Linked DNA regions of Mus musculus: region 1 is linked to region 2. A link is a contact called in public promoter capture Hi-C data. All regions are on one chromosome and are shown on one strand. The core of a region is the stretch at or near the end of the contact, and the rest is flanking DNA. Distances in the headings are between cores, read along the strand shown. Region 1 has its middle 68 kb from the start of Pkia. Region 2 holds the start of 2700069I18Rik (RIKEN cDNA 2700069I18 gene).

The links. Promoter capture Hi-C pulls out the DNA fragments that hold promoters and counts their contacts.
Region 1: a contact with region 2 is called in a promoter capture Hi-C map of second pharyngeal arch cranial neural crest, with 4 times the contacts expected there. The contact joins the enhancer-like site here to the promoter of 2700069I18Rik in region 2. A contact is called at or near these places in 7 of 39 promoter capture datasets (the 3T3-L1 cell line, cranial neural crest, frontonasal cranial neural crest and 4 more), 1 of 15 datasets of contacts at CTCF or cohesin (the NIH/3T3 cell line), 3 of 115 datasets of contacts at active chromatin or transcription factors (the NIH/3T3 cell line, astrocytes and embryonic limb bud) and 2 of 9 other capture datasets (embryonic tail and embryonic trunk).

The regions. Positions count from the first base shown.
Region 1 is chr3:7,295,067-7,301,544 of GRCm38.p6, forward strand. No RefSeq gene overlaps it. Among named protein-coding and RNA genes, the nearest start is that of Pkia, 68 kb to the right of the region's middle. Within about 2 kb of position 3,610, at least 2 of the 459 cell types and tissues checked have an H3K27ac peak or open chromatin away from gene starts, as enhancers often do. A contact at or near this core is called in second pharyngeal arch cranial neural crest, where this site is marked.
Region 2 is chr3:5,219,500-5,225,922 of GRCm38.p6, forward strand. 2700069I18Rik (RIKEN cDNA 2700069I18 gene) reads right to left here and starts at 1,324. Exons shown (of 3, transcript NR_045905.2): 1 at 1,171-1,324. All of the region lies in intron 1 of Zfhx4 (zinc finger homeodomain 4), which reads left to right.

The sequences.
Region 1 (6,478 bases), core at 2,360-4,859, 2.1 Mb after region 2:
CCAGAGGCCCTGAGTAGTGGTAGAACTTACTCCAACTGTCTTCACCCTCTTTGAATTCAATGTCATCCCAGTGATGCCATCAACTTAAGGAAAAGTCTTGAATACATGCACTGTGCAAAGATAATTAAGATCTATTAAGATCCGATAATATACTAAATATCTATGATTGTTCAAAAATGCTTTTAAAGGCTTAGCCAACTTACTTTAAAAAAACTAGCCACTGAGTTTCTATATTAAATGTATCTTAGTAGCATGAATAGTCTCTTCATGATTATAAAAGATTCATTTGATTCCTGAGAAATGATTCTGTACTGTAGGGTTTTGAGTTATGACCCAAAGACACAAATGATGCCTCTAGTAGAATATTGGTAGCAAGTAATCTTTCTGTGCAGTCTTTGCAGTATAATATTGGGCATAAATGCTATGAGTGAGCTCATACCTTTAGGGGAAATCCTTTTGATTTTACCATTGAGTATGCTGATAACTATATACTTGTCACATGGCAATTATTATGTGAATTCTCCAATTAATTAATTACAACACAAATTGAATTGCAATTAAAAATTAGCATACAAATGTAAATAAAATTTCATAATGGTATATAACATTTTAATGTGCTTTTGAACTCAATTTACTGCGATGTTAATAATAAAATCAAATCAAAGACGCAGAAATAAACCCACATTCATATGAGCCCTTGATATTTGATAATGAAACCAAACCTATACAATGGAAAAAAGAAAGCATCTTCAACAAATGGTGCTGCTCTAATAATCCAAATAGATCCATATTTATCACCCTGCATAAAACTCGAGTCCAAGTGGTTCAAAGGCCTCAAAATAAAACTTGATACACTAATCTCATAGAGGAGAAAGTTGGAAATATCCTTGAATTCATAAGAGAAAACTTCCTGAAAGAACACCAATAGCTCAGGCTAAGATCAACAATTGATAAATGGGACTTCATGAAACTGCAGAGCTTCTGTAAGACAAAGGACACTGTCAATAGGACAAAACAGCAACCTACAGAGTGGGAAAAGATCTTCATTAACCCTACATTCAATAGAGGGCTAATATCCAAAATATATAAAGAGCTCAAGAAGTTAGACTCAAAAAAAAAAGAACCCAATTTAAAAATGGGATACAGAGTTAAACAGATAATTCTCAACAGAGGAATCTTGGATGGCCAAGAAGCACTTAAAGAACTGTTCAAAGTCCTTACTCATCAGGAAAATGCAAATCAAAACAACTCTGAGGTTCCATATTATACCCATCAGAATGGCTAAGGTTAAAATCTCAAGAAAGCACATGCTGGCAAGGATGTGAAGCAAGGACAATACTCTTTCCTCACTGCTGGGAGTGAAAATGTGTACAACACTTTGGGAATCAATTTGGTGGTTTCTCAGAAAACTGAGACTAGTTCTGCCTCAAGACCCAGCTATACCACTCCTGGGTATATATCCAAGTTTCTAATAATGTATTAATTTCCTCAGCTTATCTGATTAATTTTACATATTTGTTTGTTGTAATCTTGTATGATCTTTCTATCTCTGAGATATAAATTGCGATATCTCCATCTCCATTTTATTTCTGATTTTGGCTTCTCTCATTATTATAGTCTATGTAAGGTCTTGTCAACCTTATATTTTCAAAACAGCAACTAGTAGCATCCTTGATTATTCCTATATAGTCGTCCTGATCTACATTAAGCTCCTGTGAATTTTTATAATTAATTTATTACAAATGTAGGCTTGATTTGTTAGTATTTTTCTGTTCCTGTGTGATACAAAGCCAGTCATAATGTGATGATTTTATTTCCTGTTTGTGTAGGTGTGCAACACCATAGCCATCTTCTCTCAGTTCCAGTTGTATGTGTGGAGATTATGTTTGTATTCAACCTCAATTCACTTTTAACTTTCCTCATTTTTAGGTACAATTTTGTTATTTTAAATATAATTGTGACCATTTATTTTCTTTCTGTTATCAATTTCAAGATTCATATCATTGTAGTGTTGTGATAGACTTAATCTTTCAGTATTTTTGAATTGCTTTTGTTTTGTGTGTGTAACTATTTCCCTAGAATGAATAATTTACCTTAGAATATTCTATGTATACAAACTTGATGTATATTCTGACTATCCCTCTTCTCTTAGCTTGGTGTGTTCATATCATTAGTATACTTGGTGTGTAGTGATGTTGAATCTGGTGATGTCTGTACGTTTTCTGCTTGGATGAACTATCCATTTAAAAAGAAAAAACAGAGCACTGACATTCTCTCAAATTATTCTATTGCTACTTCTCTCCTCAAATCTATTGTCATTTGCTTCATACATCTATGAGCTCTGGTGTGGGGAACACATACATATTGGTTTGCTCATATGCTCTTAATTTTCCCCTTTATATTATAACATAAGAAGAACCTCTTTATCTCTTATCACAGTTTTTACCTACAGCCTATGTTATCTGATATGACACTCTTAAATCTACTCCATTTTCTTCAGCATTTACCTTTACCATTTCTTCACCCCTACCCTTGTATGTTTCTTAAGATAAAATGAGCCTCTTTTAGGCAGCACGTAGTGGAATCTATTTGGTCTACTTTGTGTGAATTATTTACATGAACGTAATTATTAACAAATATGCTCTGCTTTTAACATTTTCTTGATTGTTTTGTCTTGTGCTGCTCTCTTTTTGACTGATAATTTATAAAATGTGCTTTTTGTGTATACAGGCTACTCATTTTGCTTTCAGTGGTCTTATATAAAGCCTCTCAAGTGAAAATATCTATATTAAGCTGACAATAACTGAAAATCAACTATACATGAAACTTTGCCTTTAAGTTTTCCTCATACTATATTTTTGTCTCTTGATGTCACAGTTTACCTATTTTATATTGTGCTTTTGTGAATAGATGATTTATGCATAGGTATTTTTATGACTTTGTCATAACATTATGTTTTGTTTATATTTATATTATTCCTGATCTTAACAGTACATTCGAGAGAGTAGAAATTTTACTCCAGGCAGTGGGATTTTCATTAAAATGATCTCTAGAATACCCAAAAAATACTAACAGCACTTCTTAAAGGATACTCTTTTCTGTTTCTACACAGTTTCTGTACCTCATTCATGATTACTTCATGTCTTCATGGGTAACAACTAGTAGGGTGTCTTCTACAAAATAAACTTTCAAAGGTAAATAAATATTAAATAAGGAACATAGAAAACACAAAGTCAAAGTCCATAATTCTAAGATTATTTTCCCTATGAATAGAGAATGGAAAAATAATTTGGGAAACCAATTTATCTTCCTTAAAATGAATACCAGAGTGTTCCATGACTTTAATCCTGATAGTTTACATTATTTTACAGTGAACACTCAACAACACAAAACAAAAACCCTAATGGGCACCGTATTGTTCATAGAGAAACTGAAAGAAAGAAATGTGAGGATTAATGTCCTTAATCTTCATTTCTGACAGGCACTGTTCACGTTTGGATTGTCTGGTCAACATTTGGGTTCGATTCCTAGTTTCCAAATCATGGTGTTCTAAGCCAGTTCCCTGGGAGCTTAGGGGCAACTTTTCCACAGGTTTTCTCAATTAGAGATGCATCTCGTTCTTTGCTCACATCACCCACATCTGCTCATAAGAAATGAGTAATGGGATGCACATGTGCTGACTTGCAATCCATTTCAGCCTTTGCAGGTGCAAATGCAAGTTTTAAGGTGCAAAATGGAGCCACAAACTTTGCAGGCTGTCCAGCTGAATCTCTGGGCCTTAGTCACATCTAAGTAACTCTTTAGTACAACAATCACATGATGTTTTTCATGTGCCACAAATGTAGATTGAACTGGTGCATATTAGCAAATGAGACATTATTTACAGACAATAAAATATAACTGATTTTCTTCATATCGGCTATTTGCTAAAGCAGTAGTCTCATATAGTAATACAAACATTTTGTTAGTGATTTTCAAAAGAACTTTTACCAAACAAGATAGAAAATAAGATACTTTCATCTGTTTAAATAATCAGTTTAGAGAATCTGTTCTGATACTTCTACCATAAACAGGATATAGTCTTGCAGCTATACTATATTTCAAGCTGAAAAGCTAAGTTAATGCTTGATTACAAGGACTAATAAGAGTCCCATATGGTGCAATAATCTATTTCTTATTTTTGATTTGAGTATACATACATTAGAGGGCCCCTTTTCAACAGTGCATTCTTAATTTCATTTATATTTATACACATTAATAATGATTAGGTTACTATATCCGTTTTCACTAGTCAAGGTAAGTGTGTGCAAGTGTCCTATGTTGGTTAAGTTGCTAGTGGTCCTGAAGTTCTGGGTTGCTGGATTTTGAGCTTTGTTTCCATGGAGACACATCTCCCCAATCACTTCTTCCATGAAGTCAATTAAACACAATAGTCTCTTTGTCTTCTGATGCCTAACTGTGTTTCAATTTTATTTTCTTGCAAAGGAAAAATACTTTTTTCTCTACTCTGATAGAAAAGAATACAGAGCTGACTGGTTGGCTATCTATGGAAACCTGGTTGTACCAAACAATGCAACACCCACATTACAGAGTAATGCACTTGATTTCATTTTACAAAACAATAAGGAAAGTTACCCCATTATGGAGATGTATTATATTCAAAGTAATAGAAATGAATATAGCTTTAGGTGAGAATTCATAACTAAAAATGAGAGTTGTCCAGCAAGTCTTATTTGAAGATTATTGAGTGATGATGGGGGGGGGGTGTTCCAAAGCCAAAGAAAGGGATTAAGAAGGTTATTTCTTTTTATGTTTCATGTTTGAATATGTTCATCTCTTCTCATCAAGCCCAAGAAGAAAGAAGTACATGCTAAGCCTTCTTTACACTTTCCTCCTGTTATAATACCTCATGCCCAGCCTTCCTTGTTCTGATTTCCCAAATCCTGCCCATTTTTCAAAGTGCAGTTCAAATCCTGCTTTCTTGTAAAACATTCTTTGACCGTTTCATCTGGAAACAATCTTTCCTTCTTTAAACTTCCACAAGCCTGATTTTCCATACCACTCATTTACTATATATTATTTACTGTCCAGTAGATGTAATGGTTTCAGAAATGTTGAAGCCGTAGTAGAGATTTTTTTATTACTTTGTACACAAAAGAAATTTCTATTTTTGAAGTAAAATAGGCCTATGATTTTTTATTATCCTTTATGGATTCCAAATCTAGTTTGTTAGATTGCACACTACATCATTATAGCAAAATGAAACTCTGAGGTAATGCTTACTGTAGGCCAGATATTCTTTTGAAGGCACTGAATTAAGTAAATGCCTAAATACTTTATACATGTTATGTTTTTAATAATAGAGGTTTCATATATGCATGTATATGTGTGCATTTTTAAGCATCCATATATTTATAGATGTAGATATATGTATGTATTGTGTATACACACATATATTTAACTGTAAATAAACTTACTTGATGAATTTAATTAAATAATACTTATTGAGACATTTAATATAAACATATATGAACTGCTAATAATTATATATATTAATGAAAATTTATGTTATATTTTTACTCTTGTTAAAGATTAAGGAACTGCTTTATAAAAACAACACACAATATTTTAATGTTTTCCAACTTTGAATAAGAAAGTAAATCTAGGACAGATAAAAGAATCTATACACTTAGCAGACCACACAGATAAACAATATATCTCTAAATTTTTGAACTCCTTTTTTTAACCTGGTAGACACAAACCAGCTTAATTTTTTTGAAAAAAAAATAATTGTGTAAGCCAGAAAACAAAACCAAAAACCATATTTGACAGTTATATGTAGATTCTAGTCCACACCAATCACCAGATTCCGTAAGAAGCAAGCTTCCTTGAACTTCAGTTTCTTCATTGGAAAATTACAACCTTCAACTTGATGGATAACAGTATTTCATTTGATTTTCAAATTGGTTTTTATGATCTTGCTCATTTACAAGCTAACCCACTTAAGTGTACTAGAGAAAACACATGTGTTATCAGCTTCTAAAATAGTATGATTTGATTTAATGAAATCTTGGAAAATTTTCCACTCACCAGTAATTGAAAAACATAAAAAGAATGAAGCTATATCATAGGACTAGATAATTATAAATATGTAAGTCTTGTGTAGTTATAGATTTTTCTCCAATTGACATCATTGTAAGCTTGTAAACATACTAGAGTCTAACCATGGAAATGAAAATATGAATCAATACATCCACATTTTTTCAGATTTATTACATTCCTCATATGGAATCAACCTACGTGCTCACTACAAACAACAGAACTTTGTATGCCGTAGTTTATACAGCAATAATTGATGATCATGTAATTCTAAATTTAAGTAAATATTCAGAATAATTCATGTATTTGTATTTTTAGAAAAGTTTGTTGCGCGCGCTCAACAGGCCAGGAAGAACGACGCTGCTACAGGATCCTTCTG
Region 2 (6,423 bases), core at 74-2,573:
CCCCCCTCTCCTCTCCTCTCCCTTGATCCTCCCCTGTACTCTTCTCGGTTTCCTTTTCATCTTCCTTTTCCCTTCTCCACCCTTTCTCAAGTTCCCGAAGGGCACTCACTGCGCGGGGCTGTGGCAGGCCAGGGCTGGTGCGCGCGAGGCGCCGGGCCCGGGAGGATGGGCGAGCGCGGGGCTTGGCTGCAGGTAGACACCGGTCTGCGGAGCGCGGCCGGCAGCGGCAGGCCCTGGCGGCTCTTGGCTGCACGGGCGCTGCGGACCTGGTAGGTCCGTTAGGAGGCGGGATCTCCCGGCCTATGTCCGCAGACCTGGGAGTGGAGGCAGCTCGCCCCGGGGTTTGGGGATTGATCGCCACACTAAGAGGACACCCGCGGCTGGAGATCAAGAGCCTTTGCTTTCTTTTTTGGTAAAGGGCAAGGGTGTGTGTGTGTGTGTGTGTGTGTGTGTGTGTGTGTGTGTGTGTGTAAAGGAGATGTGGCTGACTGTGGGAATTGATGCATTTTACACACACACACACACACACACACACACACACACACACTCACTACAGGGTTCCATGTCTGCAAATGAACTTCACCTCCTCAGCTTCAGCTGGCACCAAGCATGCCTTCTGACCTGATATGATCAGTTAGGCTACCAGGGGCTGGAGTGAGCCTGGTCTCGCTTCTTTTCCTTTTCCTTTTCCTTTTCTTTTCTTTTCTTTTCTTTTCTTTTCTTTTCTTTTCTTTTCTTTTCTTTTCTTCTCTTCTCTTCTCTTCTCTTCTCTTCTCTTCTCCTCTCCTCTCCTCTCCTCTCCTCTCCCTCCCCTCCCCTTCCCTCTTCTCTCCTTTCCTTTCCCTTCCCTTCCCTTCCCTTCCCTTCCCTTCCCTTCCCTTCCCTTCCCTTCCCTTCCCTTCCCTTCTCTTCTCTTCTCTTCTCTTCTCTTCTCTTCTCTTCTCTTCTCTTCTCTTCTCTTCTCTTCTCTTCTCTTTTTTTCCTCTCTCTCTCTTTCCCCCTCCCTCCCTCCGTCCCTTTCCATTCCTTTTGCTCTTTTCTATCAGAAAAAATAAAATAAAATTTTTCTATAATTGTATAAAAGTTCCTCAGTGATGGCCAAGTTCCGGAATGTTCCCCCATCTTGCCCCCTCTCCCAGAAGACCATGCATTGGTTATTTCTTTTGTTACCTGTGATCCAAGCGAGGGGCTCCTTGAAGCGCTGGGTCTAGGGTTCGGCCCAGATATGAGGCTCCAGAGGAGCCTTCCGCTGTGTCTCCACAGTTCCGTGCGCCGTTCTGGAGAGGTTTTAGCTACCTTTCGGTGAGACACCCTCTTTGTAGGTACCAAAGGTTCAGATCACAAACATGGACACCCCCCCCCCAAACACACACACACACACACACACACACACACACACACACTCACAGTCAACACTCACAGAACACACATTCGCCCCACTCCCCCCACCTCTAGCCCCAACCTTGCCTTCACTTTCCCCCTCCCCCAAAAAGCACACACAGAACAACATCCCCCACCAGCACCAAACAAAAACCCAAAGACAAGTTCAGTGGACGAAGATGGTGTATTGACACTGACTCAGACAGAGGCAGGTTCACCAAGAAATCTAGCGTTGGTGATTTCTGACAGTTGCATTTCCTCTCCTTGAGCACCCCCCCCCCAACCCTTTATTAACTCTGTTCCATGTTTAATCAAGGATCATGTAGATGGCAAAAGGAGAGAGAGAGAGAGAGAGACACACACACACGGGACAGAGAGAGGAGAGAGGAAGAGAGAGAGGAGACTGGAAACAGGAGGGGTTTAATTTTTTCGTTTTTTTCCCCCTTTTTCCTTTCCTTCCCTTTCCCTTTCCATTTCCCTCCCTCCCTCCCTTTCTTTCTTTCTTTCTTTCTTTCTTTCTTTCTTTCTTTCTTTCTTTCTTTCTTTCTTTCTCTTTTTATAATTTTCTTCTCCTGGATTTTCAGTGGCGTGATCCCTATACACGTGGAGTGGTTAGACCTCATATGTAGTATTATATTTTTAGTTGGGTGAATGTTTGGAAGAGTCAGGGAGAGGCTGAGGCTGCCGCTGCCTTTTCGGTTGGTGCTTAGATTAAGGCTGAGACTTGGCTGCGATTGGGACGCGACAGTGACATGGGCATCGATCGCTTCCATTGAGAGCAAAGCAAAAACACAGCCCGGGTATGTAACACTTGCTGCCATCCACACTTGCTTTACCTTGTGTTTACTGACAAAACTGACGGAGCAAGCTCAGACTTCTTTCTTCCTTCCTTCCTTCCTTCCTTTCTTCCTTTCTTCCTTTCTTCCTTTCTTTCGCTTTTTGCTATTTTCTCTTTTCTAAATGAAGAATAAAAAGAATAATGTGTATAACATTTGTTGAAAAGGATGGGTTTTAATAACGCATAAAGGAAATTTGGGGATTATTTCACTGCATCTGTTACTATTTTAGAGTTTTCCTTCTCCACTAAGAAGCACATTAAATAAATAGAAGATTTTTTTCCAAATTAAAAATAAAATAAAATAAAAAGTAAATCCTTAAGGGAATGTTTGATATTGTTCAAGGGCTGTGGTTTCAAGCAGCAGGAAGGAACACAAAAAAATAAAAGATGGCTAGCCAGCTGTTTTAACCTCTTGCACCTGGCTTCAGTGTATGGATCATAAGGGTCAAACAGTTGTTTTTAATGGTTTTAATATTTATGGCATAAACTGCAGAGAGCATCGCTGTGTGTTTATTCAATAGCTGGCTGCTCATGTATTTAAAAAGTAAACTCTTATTGGAGTGTTTTCCTTTTTTATAGCAATGGAGATAGGGTCAATGAAATATGAGGGTTGCACCATAAATCGAAAAGTGAAATGTACCCAAGGAACAAAGGAAGGTCAGGTGAACTGGCTGTGTAAGTCACAGCAGCAGCACCCACTATGGGATAAGGCAGAGACAGTAGCTCTGGATCTGGGAAGTGAAAGTTTCTAACTTAATAAAAACAAGACAACACATTCGGCTCTATTGCAGTGTTTTGCAGCTTTTGGCAGGAGTAGTGCAACTCTTCATTAATTGTGAGCTAGTTGGATTATTTTAAAGGTGCTGCAACAGCAAGGGGAAACAGAAAGGAGACTGAGAAAATTGCTGTTTAATATTGAAGAATTTACTGCTTCCATTCTGACCATGAGCCTAAATTTACACAATGAAATCTGATTATCTATAATAACAATATTAGATCCAGCATTGGATGGATGAGAATTGAGGTGGTTTTGTTGATTGCAAGGGTTTAATGTTGCATTTCAGAATCTGATGTGGTTTGGTCTCCCTTCCATTAACTGGAAAACCCCTGAGGTTTTACAATTATTTCTTAAAGATAATACATTTAAGATTGCATTGGTAGGCTGAAGAAAAGTCATAAAGGCAAGAAGGGAAGCCCTTAATAACTCTTGAGGTTCAGACATGTTCAGCAGTTAGATTGGCTCTGACTTCACCAAGGGTCGACAATGTGTCATTTCCACGAAGCCAAATTGCCCTCTGCCTATATGATATTAATGTGCAAATCAATATTTCAGGGATTAAATTTCCCTTCTTCATTTTTTATGGTTTCTACCTCAATAAGTCTCAAGTCTATTAGAAGAGGCTGTATGATTTAAAACCTTTCACTGCAGAATGGCTTGTCGTAGTCTTGTTTCACAGACCATTTTAGGGTTTTTGTTATAACGACTAAAGGTGCCCTACAGAAGTTCTGAGGCAGTGTGGAGCCAGGGTCAGTAGTGTAAGGCCCTCATTTGATTAAGAGCTAAGATATATTGGAAATATATATATACATATATATGTATTTGGGCATGATATATACATTCTGCTGCTTTAAAAATATTATGTTAATCACATTGATTTATTTCAAAATCAATTGATGTCCCTTTCTTAGTAGTGATTTGTTCAGCATTCTTGTGGACTGTGTTGATTTTCTAAAACACTATGCATAAATTAGCCTTGTGTGAAAGTATTTGGAGGAAGAGAGTTTTCATGTAGCAACATTTTCCTAAGAAGTTCTTTTAGAAATTATTGTGTCTCACAGTAATAATCAAATGTTGTCATTTGCGTGCACTGATCTCATAGCTATCATTGAGGTTTCTGACTAAATGATTAGCTGGTTTCTACTAAGTGGGGTCTCCTTCCTTTCTGCTATATGTTTACTTTCTAACACCTAGCAGGAGCAATGTGGCTTTGGACTCTCTTGGAGAATCACAGTTACATCTGAAAATATGTATACTGATTGGAAAATACAAAGTAGAAATGAGGGGAAGGTTGAAATAAAAGACTGTGTCTTTATCATAAAATCTTCAGAAGGCCTACTGCCTATCATTTGATCCTGTTTTATAGTCTTAAACCATCTGGACAAAGTTCTGCACAGCTGCAAGAATTTCATATGTGATAGAACATTTTTTCCATTCAGTGTGAAATGTTCCTTCCTAAAAAAGTATACCAGACTCGCCTAATTTAGTCTGTTAAAAAGAATGCATATGAAAATGGACAAAAGGCTCTTTAATCTCTGCAAGCTGTTTTTGTTGTTGTTGCTTTTTGTTTTTTCTTAAAGACTCCTGTCTATTTGGGTTTAAAAAATTGTATTTATTGAGGAGATGATCTGAGGTGTGACATTAAAATAATCTATGATTTTTGGGCTGGTAGCCATGTTCCTGCCCTATTTGCAGAACTACTTTTTATGCCTGTCAAAACACAGAATTAATCTATCCTTATTTACAATTAATCTCAATAAAATTAATCTTAACTATACTTTATTCACTGGCTTAAAATATCTAATTATATTCAATTAACGGCTGTTATAGTAATTAACATTGCTTAATTGCCTCTGAATGTATTTATGTAAAGCTCACTAGTTGCTTCTGTCTCCTTTTTCCTTCTCTAGTTTCTATTTTTACTGTTATCAAACCATTTTTATCTCCCAAGGTTTGACAGTGTCAATGGTGCAGAATCTTCCTTAACACTTTATTGAAATGAATGTGATCGCTCTCCTGTATTAGACACTTGTTAGGATCCTTTAGCTACTCTTCTAACTGACAGCCCTGTCTTCATCTTATCCAGGATCTCTAGTATACTCACTAAATATTTTTTGTTATTGTTGCTAGAAATAGGAGAACCCAGGTTAGGCCTTGTATTCATAAATGAAGAGTTTTTCTGTGTCTGTCTAGGAGCTGTCCCCATAGGCAGTGTAGGGTTTTGGGGGTTTTGTTTTGCAGTTTTCCCCCCTCACTAAAAACATTCTAAGGGTTAAAGACTTGGCCATGGTTCAAACTGAGAAGTGCCCAGGGAAAGTGCATGTGAATATGTACAAGTTTCATGTAATTAGTGCTTAATTATATTAACATATGCAAATTGTCAACTTAGGAGCTTGTTGAGCTGGCAAAGATCAGCTAGGCACAATTGCTATATTGTTCTGAAACAATAATGGATTTCAAGTTGGATTGTGGAAACACATAACTAGCTATCTAATTTAACTCATACCATGGTGAAATTTCATTAGTCTCCATGGAGACTGGCTTAATTGTGCTGACTAATGTTCTGGACTTTAGAATGTCCTAAAAAGAAATCTTTGTTTGCCTAATCCACCTTACAATGATACTTGTTTGTACATGTTTCCCTTGTGTGGGAATTTGCATATGCAAATAAATAGTTTCTCTGCCCCATTTGCCATGGGTGTTCATTACCCATTATTACTGATCTGTTACTGAGTCTCCCAAGACTGGATAGTGTCAACCAGTCCAGCTACATTCTTTCATAATTTGTTTCTGATTAATAGACTAGAGTGAGTCTTATTCTTTGTGGGCATCTGCAAGGCAAGGTCAGTTCTTTATCCTAAAAGCAAAAACAAAAACAAAGAGTTTCTGCAGTAATTAAAGGACTTTTTCTTCTGCTCTGCCTTCTCCTTTTCCCACCCATTGGCTAACAGAATGATATTTAAAATAATGTGGTTTTGTTCAAAGAATGCCTCCACTGATAACTACTAGTTTCCTAAAGCAAAAAGACATGCAAAGAAAGCATATTCTGTTGTTTGAATATTAATCCTGTTTTTGACAGGAAGGTAAACTGATATAATTGCTTTTCAGTTGAAGGCATGGGGGTTTATATAAGTGTGAAGACATCGGAAAAGGATTAGCATTTTTTTTGCATAATGAAAAGCTCTTTTGAATAGAGATCCAAATGGTTGACTGAATGAAAGGGAGATGAAAGGAAGATGAAAATGCAGACTTCTCCTTCTTTATTTCTGTGTCCTGCTCTCTATAAAGTTATGTTTTCCAAGACAGGAGCAAACAAGCGGTGGCTCAGATTTCAGCAACTTTCCAAAGTGTGCAGAGTTTTACCATGATCAGGAAGATATGGATGAAGATAGTACAAGCAGGTAGATAATCACCAGAGGCTTGTATG